Linked DNA regions of Mus musculus: regions 1 and 2 are each linked to region 3. A link is a contact called in public HiChIP or PLAC-seq data. All regions are on one chromosome and are shown on one strand. The core of a region is the stretch at or near the end of the contact, and the rest is flanking DNA. Distances in the headings are between cores, read along the strand shown. Region 1 has its middle 17 kb from the start of Gm33659. Region 2 overlaps Rras2 (related RAS viral (r-ras) oncogene 2). Region 3 has its middle 26 kb from the start of Far1os.

What was found. HiChIP or PLAC-seq counts read pairs in DNA pulled down with a chosen protein or histone mark.
Region 1: a FOXA1 HiChIP or PLAC-seq map of pancreatic cancer cells shows a contact between it and region 3. The contact joins two enhancer-like sites. A contact is called at or near these places in 1 of 484 Hi-C or Micro-C datasets (olfactory sensory neurons) and 1 of 115 datasets of contacts at active chromatin or transcription factors (pancreatic cancer cells).
Region 2: a FOXA1 HiChIP or PLAC-seq map of pancreatic cancer cells shows a contact between it and region 3. The contact joins two enhancer-like sites. A contact is called at or near these places in 4 of 115 datasets of contacts at active chromatin or transcription factors (T-cell acute lymphoblastic leukemia, embryonic basal ganglia, neural tube and 1 more).

Annotation. Positions count from the first base shown.
Region 1 is chr7:113,166,361-113,170,343 of GRCm38.p6, forward strand. No RefSeq gene overlaps it. Among named protein-coding and RNA genes, the nearest start is that of Gm33659, 17 kb to the left of the region's middle. Within about 2 kb of position 2,506, at least 40 of the 459 cell types and tissues checked have an H3K27ac peak or open chromatin away from gene starts, as enhancers often do. A contact at or near this core is called in pancreatic cancer cells, where this site is marked.
Region 2 is chr7:114,065,017-114,069,028 of GRCm38.p6, forward strand. The region is part of intron 1 of Rras2 (related RAS viral (r-ras) oncogene 2); the gene reads right to left. Among named protein-coding and RNA genes, the nearest start is that of Gm51454, 30 kb to the left of the region's middle. Within about 2 kb of position 1,980, at least 103 of the 459 cell types and tissues checked have an H3K27ac peak or open chromatin away from gene starts, as enhancers often do. A contact at or near this core is called in pancreatic cancer cells, where this site is marked.
Region 3 is chr7:113,589,420-113,593,278 of GRCm38.p6, forward strand. It overlaps the pseudogene Gm33828. Among named protein-coding and RNA genes, the nearest start is that of Far1os, 26 kb to the left of the region's middle. Within about 2 kb of position 1,827, at least 43 of the 459 cell types and tissues checked have an H3K27ac peak or open chromatin away from gene starts, as enhancers often do. A contact at or near this core is called in pancreatic cancer cells, where this site is marked.

The sequences.
Region 1 (3,983 bases), core at 1,256-3,755, 420 kb before region 3:
AGAGTCTGTGAAAATGCCAGCCACTCTGCTGTAAATCTGCTCTGGGGGAGGACAGCGACATTACCAGGAGATTTTTCTCCATTTGAAAATGTTACCGCTCACCCAGGGAAAGCCAGAGGACGGCATGGGGACAGTTGGAACCAAAAGCTCTGACATTTCTTCGCTGACAGACACTGTCAATGAATTCAGAAGCTCCACTGCTTTATACAGCATTGAGTTAGGGAAATGGCCTATTACAAAGAGGCCAAAGACAGGCTGTCAACGCCTAGGTTTCTGCTACATTTCTTTTGTCAAAGACTGCCAGAAAGAAGGGTATATGTAGAAATGTCAGTGGCATTGATCAAGACACATCCATGATCTGTTTTTAGGATAATAGGTTCATACTACTGAGTTCTGTGTGCCCAGAACTCGACTTGGGAAACATTATTAGATCCCCACAAAGTCCCTAAGAGAAGTATCACCCCACTTTGCAGATGAGCAAACTGAGCTGCCAGAAGTAAAGTGACTTGTGGTCTCACTGAACCTGGTAGTGAGCAGAATAGGGCTCCAGTCCACAGGGTCAAGACGGCACCATCAGAAGGATGAGAGATGGGTTGGATGTAGGCAGCAGAAGGAGAGGCGACTATGTGTGGTGTCTCCAGCAACAGGACTGTCAGCCAGGAGGAAGTCCAGTGACTGTGAACATTGCCCTGAAGGTTTTCGTCTGAAGCACTCGCTACTCAAACACTCATCACCCCGCCTCTTAAAGTGCTCACAAAACCTTGTGTACAAATAAAGTTATGATTCCTGCTTTCCAGATACAGAACCTAGCACACAGTAGGTGCTCAATATATCAGAGCTATCACCCGTGTGCAACGCTGCTTCCACGTCTCATAGTAGTCACTCAAACAAGAACATATCGCGGCAGGCTTTCCCGAGCACTGCAGACCATCTGCAGAAGGCTGCCTCAGCTGCACAAACTGCCTGCCCTAGGGTCTAAGATATGTTGACACTGACTGTACACTCCCTCTAGTGGCAGTACCGTGTACCCTTCCTCAACTGCTTTGATTTTTTTTTTCCTTTAAAAAACATTTTATTTATTCTGATTAGGGAATGCCATGCATGTTGGAATGTGTGCATCCCTGTGCCACAGAGTGCATATGGCATTCTTTCCACCATGGGCTCAAACTTGCATCACCAGACTTGTGAGACAAAGCACCTTCACCTGCCAGGATGTCTGGCGAGCCCTTGTTTTACTTTTCCATGGAGAGGGCAGATCTGACTAACTGGCAAAATGAATGATGTATGTGGCTGGTGCATCAACGCTGGTCATCAGAATTGCTATGGAGACACAGAAAGCAACCCACAAAGTGTTATGGTCACTGCTAAGTGTTCCTGGGAGATTGCCATGTGTGGGCATGCAGCTTACTTTGACATGCAAAATGCCACAACCAAACTTGAATTAGACAAAATTACCATCTCCCAGGTTTTGTTTGTTTGTTTGTTTCTTTGTTGGATATTTTTTAGTGGAAACAATGTATCTGGCACCATGCAATAGTGGAAACAATGTATCTAGCACCATGCAATGTCATCCTCTCAGAAGCTATATGACCCGAACCCAGAGCCTGGGCCCTAGCGCGTTGTGCTCAAAGAACCCTAAGTCAGTTCAGATATCTAGGGTGCAAACCTACTCCTCATCTATGGAACTAGGGGTGACATGTGGGGGTGTGGAGGTGCTAGTGCCATGGCACTTGTGTAGGAGTCAGAGTACACCTTGCAGGAACTTATGGTCACCTTCTAGCATGAGGGCCCTTGGACTTGAACTCGGGTCTGAAGACTTGGTAGCAAGCCCGTTATCTACTGAGCCATTTCATGGAGCCCATGGTTTGTTTTCCTTTTAAGGTTTGAGTTCTTCATGTATCATACGGTTGAATGATCTTTGGTGCAAATATTTTCTCTGTGTATTATTTGCCTTTTATCTTTACATTGTTGTTTCACATTTTTAACTAGCTTAACATTAATTATAGCCTCTAATTTTAAATGGTTTGTAATATCCCTCCTTTGCATGGGAACTGAGATGCTTGTCTCCAGGGAAGCGCGTCCGTTCTGTTTTGCTTCTTCTCACTCTTAGCTTTGAGATCTGCTCCTTTTAGGCTGGGTGCTGCTACCAGATTCCACTCTGCCCATGGGGAGTAAGTCCTCGTGGTTAGAGTGCCTGTTGTGGGTCCATATCAGTCTCAGGGTGATGGCACGGTGCAGGTCTGTGAACAGAGCTTTTGTACCGGAGCGCCCATATCACATGAAGCTGAGCTTTTGGTGGTAGCCCTTTGCGTGGCTGTGCTGTCTGGCCAGGTCGCTTCACCATCTGGGAACCTTCTTTTGTTCTACCAAAGACGAGATGCAGACACATTAGGATAGAACAGCCAAATGCCAAACTCAGTTTGGAAATTCCTTACTTTAGTCTGATGTTCAAGATGATCTCATTTTTAGTGAGTCAGGAAAAGGAGTGGCGCTATATTAAACGTCTCATTGCAAATCACACTTGGCTAGATGTACCAGAAACTCGGTAGCCATTAAGAGGACTGGAGTATCCCTGCTTAGAAAGACAGGGGGCTGGCTTTTGTCTATCTTTCTCTTTTTTATTACTTTCATTTTTCCCTCTTTCTTTCCTCTTCTTTCCTTCACTTATTTAGTTGTTTTTGCTTTTGTTTTGAGACCGGGCTTATGAAGCAGCAGCTGACCTTTATCTTGCTGTGTAGCTCGGAGTGAACTTGAATTCTCAGTCTTATGGACTCTTCTTCCCAAGTGCTGGGTTCATAGATATGTGTCTGACTGTCCGGACATATTCTAATTTTTCCCAATAGATTTTTGTGTATATTTGTTCCTACAAAGAATATAAACCAGTTTACCTTCTCCTTTTGTGAGGGAGAGAGAGAGAGAGAGAGAGAGAGAGAGAGAGAAAGAGAGAGATTGAGCACTTTGGGAAAGTTAGAGATTGTCAGGTCTCACACAGCATGACCTCAGATCAAAGGAAAGGAAGAAAGGAGACTCCTATCCGGTACCCTCTAGCTATAAGCTGTGTCCTCCAGGTAGGCAGCTGCATGAAGTGGCTAATCACTGGCTTCTTCCACATTGGTCACAAGCAAGAGTTCAGGTTCTGGTCTCCAAGAGGCTGGGCTTGACTCACACCCCAGCTGCACTACTAACAGGCAGTGTGAGCATACAACAGTCAGGCTCGTCTGCAGCATACTGCTCATGTGTACTAAGCTTTGGCTCTCGGGGAAGGTGAGAGTACATGGTATAAATAATGCAGTAGATAGCCTGAAGTCAAAAACCCTCAAAGCCTATTGGCAAAAGATTGCAAACTAGGCTGTGTTTAAAGCAGTTGGCCTTAGAGCACTGAACCTACATTTGAACTAGGGTACCCAAATATTTTATCTGTTAGGTAATGTCTAAGATCATGGAAGTTTCTGGAGGTTTCCAAAGACACATCCACTGACTTCTGAGATGTTTTAGACACCACACACAAGTCATTCATGACTCTCTGAGCAGGTGCCACATGTCTTACTTGTCCTAGCTGGAAACAGCCTTTGACGTGAGAGGCAATGGTGGTCTCCTAAGGATGTGGAGGGTTTCCTGGAGACTGGACAGAGAATCTAGTGCTGCTTCTCCAGGCAGACCACAAGCCACTAGGCCTTAATCCAATCGTAGTAGTCAGCTTGCCATGCTATGGCCCTCTCCCGTGGGTGTTTTCTGCTTGTGTTACAGTCACTCGTGGCCCATGTGGATAAGAGTTTGCTGTTCTCACAACCACCTTGAGGCTAGACCTACCTGTGCAGAGCCAGCCAGACAACTCCAGGAGTAAATGAGGAGGTCAGTGCCACAGAGGTGCTCACGGGTTGTTCTCCAGAGCATGGAGGTTTGCCGCTGCCTTAAATGTCCCACAAACCCCAGGGTGTTAGCTAGCTAGGCTAGCCCTTTCACAAGTGTTAAAATCACTTCAT
Region 2 (4,012 bases), core at 730-3,229, 480 kb after region 3:
TAAAGAAAGAAAGAATAAAAAACAACACTTGAACTTAGAAACAATGAGCCAGTGGGGTTACCAATAAAACACAGTTTCTATGGCTGGAGAGATGGCTCAGGGGTTAAGACCACCTGCTGCTCCTCAGAAGGCCTGCATTCAGTTCCCAGCACCCGCATGGCCATGTGGGATCCCATGCCCATTTCTGGCCTTCATGGGGCACTGCATGTACATGGTGTGTAGACATACCTGCAGGATAAACCTTATACACATAAAATAAAAATAAATCTTTATTTTAAAGAGAAGAAAGTCTCCGGCAAAGTTGAGTTTAACTCTCACTGCTACTTCCAAGCTGCAGGATCTGAAGCCAATGTCCAGGCCGGCCCTTCAGCACTCGCAGCAAAGAGACAACACTGAGGCAGGAGCAGGCCTACCAAACCAGGGATCAAGGAGTGCAGGCAGGCTGCTGCTCTTCAGCCACAACCGTAACTGGGCTGCTGTCACCGGCAGCCACACGCTGAACCAATGGCTTTCCTCAAAGTCCAGAGCTGTGTTCCTCTGTGGTGGGGGAGGGAAGGCAGCTCTAACAACTCCAGGCCCAGTTACCCCACAGACCCTGCATGAGCCTCTGGAATGTGTGCCTGAGTGCTATGAACCCAGTGTTCTGAGTTCATAACAGTCTGAGTGTTCAGCTCCCATCCGGGCTTCTGAAAATATCCTCAGGGTCTGAGCAGTAATTACACAGATAAACACACAGGCATGAATCTATCTTGTTCATTTAGCATTTGTGTATTTGTATGTGTAAAGATTACAACCATAAAACGTACAAATGGCAATCGCTCTCCTCTTCCTCCTTAGAACCCACGGTTTGTGTTTGTTTGTTTGTTGATTGATTGTGTGTTTGGAGTGCTGGGGACTGAAACTGCAATCAGATCAGATCAGGCACGGTTCCAACACCGAGCCACATCCCCGCCCTCCTCTTTGATTTCTGAGACTCAGTCTTGCTAAGCTGCCCAGACAGGTCTTGAGCTTACAATCCTTCCACTTCAGTCTCCTACAGAGCTGAAACAAGTGTGTACCTCAGGGGACCCGTAGTTAGTTGCTTTCCACAGAACACAAAACTTTCCAGTTTGATTTGTGCCTCATTTCCCACTACCAGAACCCCTCCTGTAATTTTCCTACAATGTTTGTTTGAAGTTATATCAGTAATATGGGTGATACCCACTCTGTACCCCTTAACAGGTCCCACTGTCCCTTTGACAGAACACCCAATCTACTGTTAGGAACAACGGGGCTGTGGCTTGGTGGTAGAGCGCTTGCCAGACATGCTTAGGTCAATTCCTAACAGCAACAAAACAGTAAGAAGGATAGAGACAGGCCAACCCCAAAACACATGAAGTGTAAAACCATGCCTGCTCAGAAGGCAACACAAATTAAGAGGTATGGCTGCCACTATGCATGGGAACTGTGTTCACAGAGCCCCAGTAACTGTCCAAGGAAAAACAAACAAACAAACCCTCCAGCAGCAGATAACATGGAGGCTGGGGGACAGCACTAGAAAGCGGAAAGCAGGGTAGACCAAAAGCTACAGAAGGGAGGGTGGGTTTCCTGGGGCTTTGCCGGCAGCACATTAAAGGATATGTGGAGGGGAGTCCTGGCGAGAACAAAGGACAGGGAGACCACCCACACTGGATAAGTTATTCCACTTGCGCAGAGAGATCTACTGCCTTCCCCCATACGATCTGGTCTGGGTAAATTTGTCTGCAATAGCTACAAAATGGTACGCCCAGGTGAGCAGGCACGCTTCCATAGCCTCAGTCTGCGAACTCTCTGCTTGGCCTCCAAAGAGGACTACTCACTGGCAGCAGGCTTGGTGGAGCAGGAAAATGGGGAAGAGGTGACAAGAATGAATTGCCCTTCCGCATTCCAAGGGGCAGTGGCGACAACCACTTTCTCTTAAAGCCAGCCCGGTGTGAAAGTGCAGTTCCCAAACACTGCCACAGGGTGGAGTCTGGTCCACACCGGAGACTAGGGATCCAGCACTTGGGTTAAGTCTCACGGGCCTGGTGAGGAAAGGGGGCTGGATCAGAGGGACTACAGGACAGGGCAAACACAAGCCTGAGCATTTCTGAGCCCATGCCACACTCGGGAGGCTTGGCAGCTTTTAAAAGGACACAGTGAATAAGGAAGGGTATAATAATAAATTTTAAAAAAAAAAGTAAAAAATCTCTCAAAGTATCAGATATTGAAAGGCACAGGTGTGTTACATGGACAACAGAACTACTACATGTATCTGACAGATTCCACCCTAATTTTTTTTAAAAAAAAAAATGCAAACTGAGCCGGGCGTGATGGCGCATGCCTTTAATCCCAGCACTCGGGAGGCAGAGGCAAGCGGATTTCTGAGTTCGAGGCCAGCCTGGTCTACAAAGTGAGCTCCAGGACAGCCAGGGCTATACAGAGAAACCCTGTCTCGAAAAAACAAAAAAAAAAAAAAAAAAAAACAACAACAAAAAAATGCAAACTGTAAAAGCTACAGAGTTAGATTTGGGAAGACAGGGGTGGGGGTGGGGGATTCTGCAGAAGTGGGAGGGAGGGCAAGATCGGTTAATGGGAGTGAATACGATCAAAATGAGTAGCTATCACTTAGTCATTATTGTATAATTCATACATGCTAATAAAATGAAGAGAACTGCATAGTCAAATCGAGAAGCTAAGGGTTCATGCCCTCATCCTGAGCTGACCTCAGGAAACTTTCTAGGCCTCCTCCTTCTTTCTCCCTCTTCCCTGCTCCTGCCCTCTCTCAGCTACACACGTACATTAAAAAACAAACAAACAAACAAACAAAAACAAAACAAAACAAAACAAACAAAAAAAAAACCTTAAATCATCCATTCCTTCCCCCACCCAGCCAGAATGTAAGCAGGGTAAAGACAGGAACACTGCCAGAGAGGAAGGAGAAGGCCTTCCCCAGCAAATCACAGGCCAGGCAAGACCTGCAGGCAGTGCGGCTGCGCATCTGCCTTGCTTATTACTCAGTAGATTTTCTCATTTATCCTCACAAGGACCCTCCAACAGATTCCCCCCTTTTACAAACATTTTTACATCAGAGAACTGCACTACTTCTTCAAGGCCACTCAATAAACAAGCAGGAAGACTACGGTTTAAATTCAGACCCAATGCTAATAAGGTCATCAGAGCCTAAGAATTATTATTTAATAAAAATTCACTGAATACCAAATTTTCTATTGGCCTATAAAATAAGGAAGAATATTTCCAAAAATATGAGAAAAGGCAAGATTTATAAACCCACACCCCTGTCATCTTCTTGAGGTCCTGCCCAGTTCTCTTGGGAGGGGATTCTGAAACAGTCTAGATGCAAAGTCCTTAAGAGCCTACCCTGAACACTGAAATTCAGCATGGCCCTACAGACACTTTTACCCACAGAACAAGTTTTACATTTCCCTATGACAAAATAGAGCAGAACCTGAGATTTGGTAGCTGCTTGGTTTCTTGATTAGAGGATTTATAAAGGCTGGCTGCAGGCAGCAAGGCGAGACGATGCATGATTATGCAGTCAGGGGATTGAAAGTCAAGTCCAGAAGCCACGCTGGACAGATGCCTGAGCCCTTAGGCGAACTGAATAACTCTGCAAGGGCGGAAGAGGTGGCTGAGCAGGTAAGAGCACTTGCTACTCTTGCAGAGGACCAGCGTTCAGTTTGCAGCACCCACGTGGTGGTGGCTCACAACCATCTGTAACTCTTGTTCCAAGGGATCAAAAGTCTGTCCTCCTGAAGCACCAGGGACAAATGCAGCGCCCATACACACGGATAGCAAAGCGTTCAGGCCCGGAAAATACATAAATAAATCTTGCTTTTAAAAAGGATAAGGTAGGCATAACCCAAAGTCTACTTTAAATGTGGCAAGAAGGAAGATAACCTCCTAGATAAGAGGTGCAAGGACCCATTCCCTCTTCCAAGGAACAGAAGTCCACACCGTTGCCCCTGGGAATCAGGCTGCCAGTCTCGAGTGA
Region 3 (3,859 bases), core at 577-3,076:
ATAGGTGTTTATTCTGGACAGGCAAGTCACAGATGTTTTGAAACTGGGCTTGTACTGTGCTGCTTTGGGGTCGGCAGGTGACCAAGTCCAGAGCAGATGTGAGGGGAAGCCATTATTTTTATCTTTGCATGGACCACAGTGTCACTGTGCCAACCTGAGTCCTAGAGGCTGGGGAAGTGTCCCCAGAACCCATGGAATAGTTTCAGATTCTGACTTGCATTCTGACACTGGAGAGGGAGTTGGGAATGGAGCTTGTATCCACCAAACCAGTATGGTTTTGTCTAGAGCACTTTGGAGTCTGTCAGCAGTCTCATTTGTCATTTCTGGCTATGTATGGATCATCTATGTAGCCATAAGAACAGAGGTCATTGGCCAGGTAAGACCAAAGTGATGCAGAGAGTGAGGACCAAGTATGGGTTAAAAAAATTTATGGGTTGGTTCATAATCATGGTTACATATTCCTTGGTAACTAAGTATTTGAGGGCCATAGTACAGGGAATTAAAAGGCTCTGAGGGATTTGATTAATAGGCTTCATGTGTATTACAAACTGATGAATGGTGGGGAACCTGGGTTTTATTTTGTCTGTCCACAGCTACCCTCCAAGGCTTGAAGATGGAGACTCTTTATACATATGGTTGGCCACATGGCTGTGAACAGCATCTGCATAGTGTAGATTTTTAAAAAAGGGAGGGATGAAAAGATGCCTTGTCTGGAATCAAAGTGATGGAGGGGGTGGACACAGCAATCCTGAACAAACCAGTCCCACAGCTTTTGCTCTCTCTCTCTCTCTCTCTCTCTCTCTCTCTCTCTCTCCCCCCTCTCTCTCTCTCTCTCTCTCTCTCTCTGTGTCTCTGTGTGTGTCTCTCTCTCAGTTCTTCATGTAGGATAATAGCCCTCTGATACTAAGAGACCCAGTTCTCATCCAGGAAGCTGCTAAGAAAAACAACCACTGTCGAATTTGCCTTGTGCCCAGCTGACTGTGAGCTGCATCTTTGTGTTATCTCATGTGGGAAGAGTTGCCCTGGGGAAGCACAGTACCTAAGTGTTGCCCCCATGGACAGAGCCACTCTGTTCTTGAAAGAACCTGTTACCCAGTCACTTCTGTGTAGCCAAGGTATAAGCCCTGAGCAGTGAAGCAGCAGAGACCAGTTTGTTTTCCTGGAAGGGAACATCCTATTAACTCTATGTTCTGTGACTAATGCCATAGGCTGCAGCCCCAGACACCAGCTTTCAGGGCACCCACCACAGTCTTCTGTACTTCTGAGCCTGTGGAGAGAGCTGGATTGGGATGACATTTTCATTGTCTAGTGGTGTCCTAAGCTTGAGTCTTTTTCCTCACCTTCAGAAGATTAAGATTCCCCTATGTGCCAGTCAGCTTTCCACCACTGTGACCAAATGCTAGTGATAAAGCACTTATAAGGAGGAATATTTATTTAGCTCGTGGCTTCAGAGAACTTAGTCTGTAGTTTGTTGGTTTGTTGACCAATGGCAACATACTACATCATAGTGAAGGTGTGTGGTAATAAGGGAAAGTGTTTGTCTTATGGTGGCTGGAAAGGGCTAGAGTCTCAACAGCCCCTTCAAGGGCACACCAACTAATTAAGCTCTACTTCCTAAATGTTCTGTTGTCTTTCAGGAAGACCAGAGGCTGACAGCCAAGCCCTTCCTTTCAACACAATGGGCTTTAGAGCACAGTTAGACACCACATAGCATGCCATGCCAAAGACAGGTTAAGAAAGAACAAAAGCCTTTTACAACTCTGCAGTCAAGGGCTGGCTTTGCCTCTGAGGCTCCTCAGGCAACTCACTTCTGTAAACCTGTTTTCTCTCAATAGAAGTTGTCATGAGGATGAAATGTGATCATGTGTGTAAGGAACCCAGGGCACCGCCTGACTCAAAGTTAATAAATGCCAGCTCTTATAATAATTGACAAGACTAGCCTAGCAGGTTCCTGGGTCCCCCTGGAATGAAGACCCTGGCATAGGCTCAGATCAGATATTCAGACAATCCAGTGGTTCCAACTTTACTGATTGTTATTGTTAAGAGATGAGTAATACAGCAAACATTTGCTTTCTCTGAAGTAATGGTGTGAATTTGGTAGCTAATCCAACTGAGCCAATACTTATCTGCATCCACATTAGTTTGGAGGCTTAAAAGGGAGAGTGGAGTTGTTCTAGGGCCAGGATCAAGGATATGGGGAATCTAGGAACCTGTCTGCTAGAGCCCTGGAAGTAAAGCTAGGCACTGGGTTACATCCACAAACCTCCTTCCAGAAGCCCTCAGAGAATGTCTTGGGTTCCTCTGCAGATGAGAAGGAATCCAGTAGCCCTGAATCACCTGTAAGAGCACTCAAGCGCTACAGTCTCGTGGCTTCCTTCCCAGCTTGTCTTAGCTTGCCTTCTGTGTTGGTCAGGATTCTCTAAAGGGAGAGAATTGATGGAGTGAAGATATATTAAAAAGGGATTTATTAGGTTATATTACATAATATGGGCCTGGCAGTTCAACACACTGGAGAGGCTGGGAATCTTGTATTAGTTCTGTAAAGCTGGTTGTCTCAGCATTCCTAATCTGGTGCTGATGTCCTAGAAGATTCCTGGAGCTACTGGTCTCAGTCCATGTTGGAAGCCCAAAGCTGTTTCTAATATCAGCAAAGGAATGTGGTAGCAACAAGATAGATGAGCTTGCCAGAAGGAGTGAAGGCAACAAGCAAAAAGGGAAGTTTCCTTCTATCCGGCTGCTAGCAGAAGCTGCCGTCCACACGTATCTGATGAAGACAAGTCTCTCAGGCCAGGGGGTGCTGGCTTGCATTTTAATTTACTTCAGATTTAGTCAGGCTGATGACCAAGACTGGCTCTCACCCCTTCCCACGTCTGTCTACTCTTCCCTGTCTGTACGTTAGTTTCTCAGCCGACATGCTGCTGTTCCAGGCAGAACGTGTCTTCACTGTGCAAGCCTGTCTTTCTGTACCCACTCCTTACTATTCCTTCTCAATGACAGTACCTTTTCACTGCTGTCCCCAGGGTCCTTTGCACTAGCTCTTCCTGGAATGTCCCTTCCCTTCTCCACCAAGAGAAGACTTCCTTCATGAAAACCCAGCTCAGGTGTCATGTGCCAGATGTCACAGGAAGCTATCCCCTTTCCCCTGCAGGCCTCTCATGATGCCCACACTTGTCACTCCTCTCTCTGACATAGCAGAGAGTTCCTCTCCTAGATGTGTTCTTTGTTTGTTTGTTTCTTTTTGAGGAAGAGCGATCTCCTGTCTTACATTTCTCAAAAGACAAAATTACAACAAATTTCATCATAAATATCAATGACTTTTCTTCAGGGTTAGTGAATCAGGGCTATAAAATTGAACAGAAGCCATTGTGCCCAGCAGTGGACTCAAGACCAGTAGACCTCGGCGAACCTTTGCTCTTGACCACCCACAGACTTTCGGAACCGTGGCAGCAGTAACAGCAGCCCCGGCAGAACTGCTCATCATTGGCTGGTACATCTTCCGAGTGCTGCTGCATGGGTTCAGGTACTCCTTGCAGAAGCTGGCGCACACGGTGTCCTGGACTGGGCAGCAGGTGCTGGGGGACAGCAGGCAGCGAGCCCCCAACTGAGGCCCCAGCTCCCAGGCCTGGGCAGCTATGTCATCAGGTGTTCCTGTACTTCTCACCCAGCATGGGAGCCAGTGCAGTGCAGGAATGGGGGGGGGGGTCCCCTGTGCTCCTTCATCAGAAGAGCACTTGCCAAGGTCAGTGAGAGGCCGGTAGGCCCCCCAGAAAAGCAGCACCAGACAATGATGAAGATATCAGTTCCCTTCCCAGCCCCTTTGTCCCTGTTCTACTACCGGCCGGTGGGAGAGGAAGGGGGG